Linked DNA regions of Mus musculus: region 2 is linked to region 1. A link is a contact called in public HiChIP or PLAC-seq data. All regions are on one chromosome and are shown on one strand. The core of a region is the stretch at or near the end of the contact, and the rest is flanking DNA. Distances in the headings are between cores, read along the strand shown. Region 1 holds the start of Zfp637 (zinc finger protein 637). Region 2 overlaps Ret (ret proto-oncogene).

Evidence for each region. HiChIP or PLAC-seq counts read pairs in DNA pulled down with a chosen protein or histone mark.
Region 2: a contact with region 1 is called in a FOXA1 HiChIP or PLAC-seq map of pancreatic cancer cells. The contact joins the enhancer-like site here to the promoter of Zfp637 in region 1. A contact is called at or near these places in 3 of 39 promoter capture datasets (HPC-7-derived erythroid cells, erythroid cells and pre-B cells), 2 of 484 Hi-C or Micro-C datasets (B cells and muscle stem cells), 2 of 115 datasets of contacts at active chromatin or transcription factors (memory CD8 T cells and pancreatic cancer cells) and 3 of 9 other capture datasets (adipose tissue, liver and macrophages).

The regions. Positions count from the first base shown.
Region 1 is chr6:117,837,886-117,844,300 of GRCm38.p6, forward strand. It overlaps Zfp637 (zinc finger protein 637), which reads left to right and starts at 3,296. Exons shown (of 3, transcript NM_177684.3): 1 at 3,296-3,383; 2 at 5,368-5,507. The coding sequence starts at 5,438.
Region 2 is chr6:118,149,006-118,154,611 of GRCm38.p6, forward strand. It overlaps Ret (ret proto-oncogene), which reads right to left. Exons shown (of 19, transcript NM_001080780.1): 19 at 2,743-5,606. Among named protein-coding and RNA genes, the nearest start is that of Csgalnact2, 13 kb to the left of the region's middle. Within about 2 kb of position 2,021, at least 22 of the 459 cell types and tissues checked have an H3K27ac peak or open chromatin away from gene starts, as enhancers often do. A contact at or near this core is called in pancreatic cancer cells, where this site is marked.

The DNA.
Region 1 (6,415 bases), core at 2,046-4,545:
GACTTAATGGACAGAAAGTTTATCAAGTTTATCAAGATGTGTACTTGTAGTTTTGCTGTTTATCGGGGTTTTAATTACTTGTAATAAGCCTTAACAACATTGGGACTTATTTTTATTATTTTCTTACTCTTAGTCTTCTGACTATGTAAGCACCAAGCATAGATGCAGTGCACAGATAGGCAGGCAGAACACACATACACATACGTCTTTTGTTTTTTGTTTTTTTGTATTTTGGGGTTTTTTTTTTTAATAAAAACGAAGGAGCCAGGGGACTCCTGAAAAGTCCCTAAGACTAAGAGAAAACCTCCTAAAGAACATCAGTTTATCTTGACAGAAAAAAAAAAAAAGAAAAGAAAATAGGGGCTGGAGAGCTGGCTCCGTGTTTAAGAGCATTGGCTACTCTTCCAGAGGTCCTGAGTTCAAATCCCAGGAACCACATGGTGGCTCATGAGCATCTATACTGAGATCACATACATATATATACATACATCTTTTATAAAAAGAAAAACTTACTGTGAGACTACCACCTATATGGTTGTAAACACACCCAGCATGAACACATAACTGAAAATAAAAGAACTGAGAGAAATATTTTAAGACCAAAAACCCCTCCCCCAACTTATCAAGGACCCCCTCTCAGCTGTGTCCTCTCCCTAGAAACATGTCACAGTCTCCTTGCACTGTATCTCTACAGATTCATTTTTGTGACTGGGAAAATCCCCTTCAACACCCATGTCACCAATCCTCTCTAGGGCATGTCACACCAAGAGTGATTGTCTCAATTTACACATGGATAAAAAGGTAAGTCTCCTTTTACAGACACTATTTAGTAATTGGGAGAATTTTTTTCTGTGTTTCAGTCAGCTCTTTCTTTAATACATAGTTGTCTTATTTGTTTACTTTTGGTGTGTGCTGCTGCTGTTAGCCATATTTCTTTTTTTTTTAAAGATTTATTATTATATGTAAATACACTGTATCTGTCTTCAGACACCCCACAAGAGGGCGTCAGATCTCATTATAGATGGTTGGTTGTGAGCCACCATGTGGTTTCTGGGATTTGAACTCAGGACCTTCGGAAGAGCAGTCAGTGCTCTTAACCACTGAGCCATCTCTCCAGACCCTGTTGGCCATATTTCTATCAGAATATTGTTTCTTTGCCTTGTTGACTTACATGATGTCTGTCACTAGGGTTTCCCCCTTAACTCTGTCATGTGTTGTCTTCCTTTAGTGGTATTGGCCACAGTGTTAAATTTTAACCTTTTTCTTTTTTGGTTTTTTTTGGTTTTTTTTTGGGGGGGAGAGGGTGGTTTGTTTGTTTGGTTGGTTGGTTGGTTGGTTTTTGGTTTTTCGAGACAGGGTTTCTCTGTATAGCCCTGGCTGTCCTGGAACTCACTTTGTAGACCAGGCCGGCCTCGAACTCAGAAATCTGCCTGCCTCTGCCTCCCAAGTGCTGGGAATAAAGGCGTGCGCCACCACACCCGGCTAACCTTTTTCTTATTTTTGTCCATTTTATCGTGGTTGCAAACGTCCTTTCCTACACTGAGATCATGATCACATTAATTCAGTTTTTCTTCTGGGTCTTTTGTGGATCTGTGCTTTATCACACATTTGATCCACGTAGAGGGTCTCCGCATAGGAGGTCATTTGAGCAGTTTCTTTATCCAAGTAGTGAGACTGTCATAACTAATGTCACTGTCTGAATTATCATTCCTTCCCCTAGTGATGTAAGGTACCAGGGATGGAGATGTCTGTAACAAGCATTTAAATACGCACTGGCAGAACTCACCCCTAGCCCTCACTCGGCACCCTCCCCCCTTCCTGATGCAAGTGTTAAGATGCAGGTGGTGGCTGAGGACTATGCCCCATTTAAGATCTTGGCAAGAACCATGTGTCTAGGGACTCTGATCTTTCAACCCCAATCGTAACCACTCTATCAAATGGATCTGGGCCAGTAAGATGGTGTGTAGGTAATAGTGCCTGCTGCCAAGTCTGATGACCTGAGTTCGATTCCCTGTAGGAAAGGGTGAGCCCACTCATACTAATGATTCTCTGACCTCCACAGGCACAGCAAGACACCCCTCACATCCACACACTAAACAAAATGGGATCTTTTTTTCCCAAAAAATACGTGTACCCAAGTCCTCAAGGCTGTTAAGAGAATCTTTGCAGATTTATGAAGGAAACATGAGTTCTTGTCTCCCCTGATGGCCCCCTTTTCCTACCGATGCTTTGTCAACTAAAACTTGTCCTAATCCCACATCTGGTCTCACAGAACAGAGATGTCCTGTGAAGTCAAATATTTCATCCAGTCTGACACATGTAATTCTGGGAAAGGAACAAGGGCACTGCAAGAGGAACATTTCTTATGGTCTCTTTCATTCAATAGGATAGCTAAATCTACCAAGGGAAGACTCTGGGGGAGGCTCACTACGAAAGAAGTCAAGTCAGGGCTCCAGGGTGAGACTAATGTCCTTTAGAAAAGCTATTAGAGGCAGGCAGTGGTGGTGCACGCCTTTAATCCCAGCACTTGGGAGGCAGAGGCAGGCGGATTTCTGAGTTCGAGGCCAGCCTGGTCTACAGAGTGAGTTCCAGGATGGCCAGGGCTATATAGAGAAACCCTGTCTCGAAAAACCAAAAAAAAAAAAAAAAAAAAAAAAAGGCTATTAGAAATGCATATAAATAAATGCAGTCGATGGACGTTTAAGGCATCTTAAAAGAGATTTTATTGAATGGATGCTCAATTTCATCCACGCCCCTCTCAGGACCAAAAGGGCTACTCTCCCATCTCTAATAACTAATTTTAGAGTGTTCAAATCTCAACCCTTGTGTCATTAACTTCTTCAGTTAGGAAGACAATGTTAGTGTCCACTCAGGGAATACTGTTCCCTCGAGTTCCCTTGGCTCAGAAAGTCTCCCGGGCCCCGCGTAGGTGCCCTATGGGGTCCTGGAGCCGTCGGACCTGGGCTCCCCACAAGTGAGCGCCCTGGGTCGTACAACTAGTCGGGGTAGTACCTAAACTCCGAAGTCCTGCAGTGCCTCGTCCATCTTTTGGGTGAAAAAAAACTTATTACACGGACCAGAGAGTATTCCTGATTCTTTGTCCGAAATACTTGGTCCCGGCTCCTATAGGGAACCCTGAGTCTTCTGCAGTTTTAACGTCATAAGCATTCCCAAGCTTCAACCACCGCTCCTCCACAGGACGGCGCTCCCCAACAACCAGAAGCAGCCACCGCGTTTCTGCCGCAGCTCGGTCGCGGCGCTTCCCACAGTGCCTCGGGGCGCGCGCGGGCTCCTGGGAGTTGTGGTCCGGCGACGCGCAGCGTTGCAGCGGCTGCTACGGGCTCGGCGCCGGCTTTGTCTGTCTGCGGGCGCGCGCCGCTGCGGTGAGTGTTGCTGAGGCCGGGGCTGTGCGCCCGAGAGAGGGGGCTGTGTCTTGAGCCTGCTGCTCCGGCCAGGGCGCGTGAGCAGGCCAGGCTGGCCGTCCGGGCCAAAATCGCCAACCGCAGACAAGGGTGCGCTGGTCGGAGAGCGGGTGGGCCGCGGTGTGCTGCGGAAGGGTCCTGCTGCAATGTCGGGGTCCCTGGGAGGCTGGGGCCCCGCGAGCGTGGGAGGGGCCACAGGAAGGTCCAGCTAGGCCAGGAGAGCAGAGTTCACGCCTAGGGAGAGAGCCTAGCAGGGAGTGGCGTCCAGCGTGGGGGGAATTCATCCTCACCCAAAGCTCCTAATCGCACGTTAAATTGCCTCATTAGATTTTTCCCAAACCCTACAGATCACCCTGTCTGTCCTCCAGCCCTCTCTCCTGAAAAAGCACCATTTTAGGTCTTGGATTTGTAGGGCGTGTCTCAAATGTAAGAGATCCCTCACTTTCTGGTCCTCAGTTCTTCCGAGAGCTAGCTAATTGAGATAGTGTTAACTTGTTTACTAAGAGAAGAAACTGGAGTCGGGGCTGTTAGGTTGTTCTGCTACAGGGCATACACCGAGGGAAACAAGGCAAAAAATTCAAGTCTCTCGGGGCCTAATTCTGAGCTGTGGTAACATTTCTGATAGGAAAAGCAGCGTTTTGTGTTACGAAATCACTCTCTTTCAATATCTTCAAGAATTTGATTGCTCTGACTTGAACAGGTTCTTCCTTGACAATTTCCTGTTGTCAGTTGTCCTGCTATTAATCAGGGAGTCTGGAGACACAGCTGAGGCATGTTGGCTACTTCTTAGCAGGTAGAGGAGTTCAGGTATCTACCGTGTTCACTCATTTTGACTTAACCATGTTCTCTAGACACTCCAGAGACAAAAAAGTCCAGCCCCAGGGAGTAGCTACCATGTGCTTTTCTTTGTGAATCACAGGGGAGTTTTGTTGGCTTTATTTTTAATCAATAATATCTCTAAGTGAATGCATTTGCAGCATGACAGGGGACCCCTTTATAGCTTGTGTTCCAAGTTGGAAGTGAATCCTTCAAAGATTTCTTGACATCAGGCTATATAACTGAATGGATAGAAGGGTTAGCTATTTGGTTAATAAAATAGAAAATCGTACCATCAGATTGCTAATTCATTAAGCTAGGAATCCAGCATTTTGACCAGACATACTGAAACAAAGATTATACTGTACCACTATGTAAACAAAGTGTACAGATTCAGGAATTTGATCCTTAAATAAGCATTCCATGGGGGGTGGGGGGAGGGAGTGGTGGTTTGGGTTAAGAGCCTACTAAGAATTACCAGAAGGTAACAAGACCTTCTTTGTTAGGTCCTTGTAACTTGAGGGGAGCTGAAAAGGAAAGCTGGAGCTATTTCTTCCTAACACCAGTCAGGAAGGCTGGTGTGCTGACTTCTTGCCTGGAAAGTAGAGAACCCCAATTTTTTATCAAGACCAAATGCAAGCAGAGCGGCCCTTACCTGGGGACTAACAGTACAGTAGGCACTCCTACTTCTCTGCTATCTGTTTCCCTCTGCCTCCTTGCTCCTAGATTCATTTCTGTTTGGTCAGTCCTGCTATCTTCCCCACCCCCACCCCAGCCCACCCTGCCCAAACATTTATTTATGATTATATGTAAGTACACTGTAGCTGTCTTCAGATACACCAGAAGAGGGCATCAGATCCCATTACAGATGGTTGTGAGCCACCATGTGGTTGCTGGGAATGGAACTCAGGACATCTGGAAGAGCAGCCAGTGCTCTTAACCATTGAGCCATCTCTCCAGCCCTCCAGTCCTGCTATCTTTAGCCCACTTTGCAGTGACATTACCTCAGAAAGTCTGGATTTCCTGTGTTTACACTCCAAACTGATCTCAACTCTCAGGTCTGCCCTTTATTGTTTGTTTTTTTTTTTTTTTTTTTTGGTTTGGTTTATTTATTTTTTCTGTCCCTCAGGTTCTCCAGACCAGCCCATGGAAGAATCATATGAAGAGGCGGTGATCAAAGTCAGCGAGCAGGAGTGGACATGTTTGGGTTCCCAACAGCTACCCTGCTGGACTGTCATGGAAGATACGCCCAGAATGTAGCCTTTTTCAGTGAGTGAGTCAGCTGGTTGCTGGGATGACGTCAGAGCCCCTATAAGAAGATGCATTCATTTGGTGAAGCTCACTGCTCTACAGGTTGCAGGGAAAGCCTGCAAGCTGGGATTGGAAATGATAATCAAAACAAAGCAAGAAAACAGTTTGAAGCCGGACAGTGGTGGTGCATGTCTTTAATCCCCGCACTTAGGAGGACGAGGCAGGCGGATCTGTGAGTTAGAGGCTAGCCTGGTCTGTAGAATGAGTTCTAGCACAGCCAAGGCTATATAGAGAAACCCTGTCTTAAGGGAGAAAGAAAGAAAAAAGGAAAAGCAATTTGATATAGAGGTGATGTTGGGGTTGTCTCAGGCTGAATGAACCTTGAACTCTGAGCTCTAACCCCGAGTATGAGACACATAGGGAAACAGGGAAGAGCTAGAGTGCACGGCCTTGTCCATTTCCAATGTAGCTTAATAGGCCAGAATAACGTGGACTTTAAAAGAAAGAATTCCAATCCTGTTTGCAGTATTAAAGAAGTTCCTTAAGCTTCAGGCTTTTCATCTGTACACTGGAACAGACAGTAAGCTGCATCTTGTAAGAATTCGAGGCCTAGACAGAAAATATCTGAAATTATACCCTCATTTTCTGAGATCATGAACGACTGTTAGAGAACAGACTGAGATAGGGCCACTGTGATGAAGCCATTGCAGTGTTAGCCTAAGGGCTTCCCACTGGGAGTGTTCTCGCCTTTGCTTGGCTTTGCTTGTTTTAAAGGGGTGCTTTTAAGGTTTTAAAGCTTTGCTCCCTCCGTATCCTGACTCCACACCTGTTTGGGAGTCACTTAAAACTTAGATAAAAGGCTCTGTGTGATTCTCTATAATTTCCTTAATTTTATGAGCCCTTTGTTTTATTTTGTCTTTTTGGAC
Region 2 (5,606 bases), core at 771-3,270, 310 kb after region 1:
TCTGGAAAGGATGACCTCTGGTAAGCGTCAAGAAGGCATTATAGAACATATGTTTAGCCTCTGCCTCTGAAGAGGGGGAATGGGGACTGTTTTTTTCCTAATCTCAGGTGCCCCCAAGAGAGTGGCATGGTAGTACCACATGATTTCAGACAGATGTTAGCTTCATTTCTCCTTGAAATACCTCACAGGTTCAGACAAATTCACTCCTATCTGTTGTGTGACACTATTCCTAGGAAACACGAACAAACGACTATACCTCCTACATAGCGAACCAGTAACAGACATTAGTGAGAACACCAAAGTTGGACTTGGGGAACCCATGAATTTCTTTGGGTGACCCACAGGCAGCTGCATTAGGGAAAGCGCACTCCAGCATGGGTACCAAGCCATGGAAGCTGGAGCCCTGAAGCTTTCTGCACAACTTGCAAGCCCCTCAAAAGGTTGGTGTCTTCTCCCCTTAGCAGTTAAGAACTACCCTTTGCAAGTAACAGGCAGCCACAATGCAGGCAAGTCCTATCATATGCCTTTAAAATTGCACTCTGCTATAATACTTCCTTCTCTGCGTACTTTCCAAAAAGTCATAATTCTTCCATCCTTAAAGTCACGTCTTTTTTTTTTTTTTTTTTTTTTGATGGAGGGTCACACACTGTAGTGGTGACCTTCCTGCCTTAGGCTCCTGTATCATCAGGTCTGATCCTTGACTCTACGGTTTTCAGGAATTCAAGAATGTCAGTCTACCAGGCCCCATAGCCTGAGTCACCGGAAAACTCCCAAGTCCCTGAAACCTTTCAAGGGAGACCCAAGATAGCTGAAAGCCATGCCTGGACGGGAATGGAGGCCTCACAACAGGGCTATGATACAGGTGCCATCCATCAACAACAATCCTCTGGCTTCAGGTAGTGTAAGCAGCCTTAAGTATGACCTAAACAGGGACTGCACGCTCCTAAAGCCACGAAAGTATAAGCATGACAAAGATGAGACAGACACTTAAAAGGACCTTAAGCTTTTTATTGGTGAAGCTGACCATTTTCAAGATATCTTCATTATGAAATATCAAAAATGTTTCTTCCCCAAACTGAAAACTGGCTATTATATTTAAGCTGTAGAATGCACCCTTACCTTTCTTAGCAACACTTATTTTTAACTTGCATTACTGTGTCATCTGACACAGGTATCCTAGTACAGAACAGAGATGGTAAAGTCATAGTGGCTAGAATGGTCTCAGGATGTGGGCTCCAAGTCTTTACTGCCTGACCCCATTCCTTGCAGTGCCACCAAACTGAGAGGTGTCCCTGTCAAAGTCTCCCATGCCTGAGCTTCAGCTGAGATGTCTCAATAGCCAGGTCTTGCAATTTAACGTCCCCGTAGCTGGAGAAACACTTTGTCACTTGTCACAACACACAATGCCATTGTCACAATAATAAACTTGTGATTTTTTTTAACGTTCAACATGTTTCTCAAGCACTGGGAGTGAACGAGGCCTATCTTCAAGAGGTTCATGGCTTTGCTACAGGGTATGGTAATGTGCCCAATTAACCACTCTCTATACACAAAATATGGTTTCTCATGAGCTTACCCAAGACGTTCCATCCTGTGAATCCCCAGTGAAGTGGGAAGCCATGGAGTTCAGCTAAGGTGCTGCAATTAAAGATCTTCTGTATTGGCTGGCAGTAGAGGCCAGGGTGGCCAATCTGCGCAGAATCCCTGCTCTTCCTGCCCAGCCCTCTACAGGCAGAGGAAGCTGACTGTGCTATTTGAACATGCTTAAAGGAGAGGGATGGCTGCCCTCCACTCTGCATGCCTAGGGAGAAATGGTTACTTTATACACTGGGAAGTATGCTTCTCCTTTATTTAGGAAGCATTTATCTAGGGTATGTTCTTGGATCTACTTAGTTCTCCACCCAAATAAACTGGCCACATGGCAGGACATGAGAGGAAGGAATCTTTCATAGGAGTTGGTATTTCTTTCTTAAGGGGGGAAGTAACAAGTAACAAGACACAGAGACACATGACCCTCTGGAGTTTATGCTGCTGAAACAGTATGTTTCCAGTATGCTTCTGTAAAAGCCTGCCCCGAGGTACCTCTGAAGCTTCAGCATGTATTTCCTTCCAGCTTTTGTGGTCCAGACTCAAGTAGTAGGAATCAAAGGTTGTCAGGATGGCCTAGTTTGGCTCCAGGGGCGAGGCAGTTGCTGGAAGTGACTCAGGCTCTTTGCACTCAACACACACTGTGGTCACAGACCGGACTGGTATTAAAAACTCACGTTTGTCACTGCCCTGGACGGAGGCTAGAATGAACTAAGTAGCTGGTATGTTACACTTTGTAAGTGGCTGACGACGGTTTCTCTCCACCTTCTGCGATGTTCACTCACAACTATGCACTTTTTAAGTTTTAGTAACTGAGAGATTACTGATGTTTCAGGAAATTAACAGCTAAGAGTTCCAGAGACCAGTGGATATCGACACTGGCCACTATTTGTTCTAAGGAAGGTCACCTGCAAGGGGGATGTCTCCAATTGCAGGGAGGAAATCCTAGAGTCACAGGGTTAGTTGACTTATCACTTGAATGTTGTTGTACAAGACACCCACCAGTGACACCACCAAGAGCCATTGCTCCCTCGTCATTATTGCTCTCCCACAATTACAACAGATTCGCTGTGACATTTTAGTTATGTGTAGAAACTTTGAAATGAGCAAGCTGAGGTTTTTTGCACCAGGAAGTTAAAACGAGAGAAAAAGTTGACACATTTTATGATTTATTTTATTTACACAACTGAAATTATTTCCTTAGTCACCTTGATTACAAAAACAAGTCAACACGGTATGGTTTAATGGCCTTTCTTAAATAGATCTTACAAATTTAGTGGCTGACAGATAGCTACTTAATACTCAGTAATATTTAATAAGGGGTAACTTCTGCATATATGTAGATGAAAAATCTGTCTGATAGTGCTAACAAGTATAGGTACTTTAACAAGTATGGGTGCTTTTATATCTCAGGAACAGACAGACAATGGTTATTAGTCAAGTGTTAATTCCTCACAAATGGGCCAGCTATTTAGACTTGGAGCTCAGCCCTTGAGAGCTAACTTGCCCTAGCAAGTCACACTTACCGTGTAGGCATGTTGAATAATTTGAATTCATCCGTATTTTTGCACTTAATAAAACTACCATTAAACACATCTGAAAAAACAAAATGGGTCCCATGACTAGAGATATTTATATAAAAAACCTTATCACAGTGTATCTGAAAAAAAAATGGCCCAAAACTAAAGCCATATTATATGTTAAAATAAGCATTTTTCATCTTCCTGTCTGTCTGGCTATGTGTGCACACAAATATCACACACACTCCATAAGGCTCTATCTGGTATACTTATCTGAGCATTCTCAGCCACATAAAATGTCACAATTTTACTGTGTTTGTGAAATGCCCATAAAGATATAGTATTTTATTATGACTATTTAAAGTCCTATCACAGTGCTTCAAGTCTGAAGACCAGGCAGTGTTTTGGTAATGTGACCTTTTCATGGGAAGTGACAGTCCACAGACAGCCAAAGAAACTTCCAAGAGCCACCCCTAAAGCCCTAGAGGAGTGCTGAGTGTCTGTGGCTACAACTGCCCATATAGAAAGACAAGAACCTTACACGTGAGTCGTGGTTAGAACAGAGACCAAAACACGTACCATAGCAGCATAAAGGACGGCCGGAAGAGCTGACCCATGTGCCTTTCACACAAGCTCTATAAGAGCCAAAACCTTGTTCTCTCACCTCAGTCAGTGTCAGGGAAACATCTAATGCAACTAGATGAACTGTCCTTCCCTTTGGGCATGAGCTGGCAAGCCAGGGATTAAAACAAGACAGACCCACCTGTCCCCAAGCAGAGGGTGGGCACACTCTTTGGTGGGTAGGGTGTACTGCAGACTGGCTTGCTGGGGGTGCAGAATTTGTGGCTCAAGGCCTCTGATGACAGCAATACTGGACCTGAAGGCAACTCTACTCCAAATGCCCCGCTTCTTCACCCTGTTCTGGTCAGTGAGTCGGAGTCACGCAGCGTGAATGTTGCCGAGGGCTCAACAGGGGGACTAGGTCATGTGGGGTCACTTCTTTCCAGTTGCCTTGTATATAGCAAAGGCAACACCAAATCTCTCCATTGTGCTAATTCTAAGAGCCATTTAACCATGACAGAAACAAAACATTTTCCTAAGAAAAGGCTACATGGCTAAAAAACCCAAAAATCTATATTCAGGATGTCATATATTGAGCCGAGGACAGCCCGGAGGCTCCCTTCTCCCCTCCAGCCCTAGTGGACCCGGGTGGATGCAACTACCCAGTCCTATGCTAGGCTTTCATTCTAGACAAGGACAGGTCGTTCTGGCCAGGTTTTTCAATCAATGTTGTTTGTATGTGTGCTTCATGTTAAAACATTTTTGGGGGGACGTGGTAGGTTTTTTATCAGCCAGGAAAATCAGACAGTTCAGGTACAATTTCTCATCCAAGTCATGAATGGCAGACCCCACACATGTGGACACAGAGCTCGTGGTGGCTAGTGATGAGCAGACCAACAGAGGTGCTACCCAATGCTAAAGGGAAAGGGGATCTAACCAGAGACTCAGAGCACCCACCCAATGGGGCAGGTGTGCTAGGAGGGCAGACCACCAGGAGGGAGGACCACCAGCTATTTGAAGTAAAACCATTTGGAAACCAGCTAAAACAAACTACAGAAAACAAGTCTGCCACCTAAGGCTGGTCTTGGCCAGTATGATGTGCACAAAGGGGCCGGTGGACTTGATGCTCTTGGCATGTTTCTTCCCCCTTGGGAGTCCATTACCGTTCACAAAGGAATGTTAGCTATCAAATGTGTCCATTAATTTTGCCGCTGAGGGTGAAACCATCCAGTTAGCATATACACTATCATTTGCATATCTTGGGAACCCAGTGCTAGTGCCATCGGCTCTCGTGAGTGGTACAGGACTCTCTCCAGGCCAGTTCGGGTCTGACATGCCTAAAAATGAAAACAGATAATTTGTTCTGCACTGAAGAACTCAAACTTCATGTGCAGACAGTAAGGCCTTGGCAAAACTCCCTTTGATGGTTAAACCAACTTGCGCTTTCCGTGCCAATTCCATTAATGGTTTTGCATCCCAGGTTTCCAAAACACTGTTCTACATGGGGCAACCTTACATGCTCCTGGTACAGGTAATTTAGCAGAGGCTACCAAATCTCAAAGCCTATGAGTTTAGAGTCTCAAATCTGAAACAGATCTGGTGAAATGCTCAACTGTTTTCCCAGGACAGTGTAAAGCATCAGCGAATGGCTGGACTATATGGCTTCCTGTAGTGGGAACCCTCTAGGGGCTGTTCACCTGTCATCCCTGCTAACACGGAGGAGGAAGACTTCCTTTCCCACAGGGGGCACACACAGGCTGCCCCCGCAGCACTGTAGGCACAAGGCAGGTAGTGAGGACCTGTGACTCAGGAAGCATGCAGGAAAGAACCTACCTTAGCTTGAAACTGCAAGACTTCAAAAAGCATCAATGAGGAGATTAGGAAGCAGAAAAAAAATTTCAAGTATTTAATCCAAGACAAAGAAGGAGTTTTGGCAAG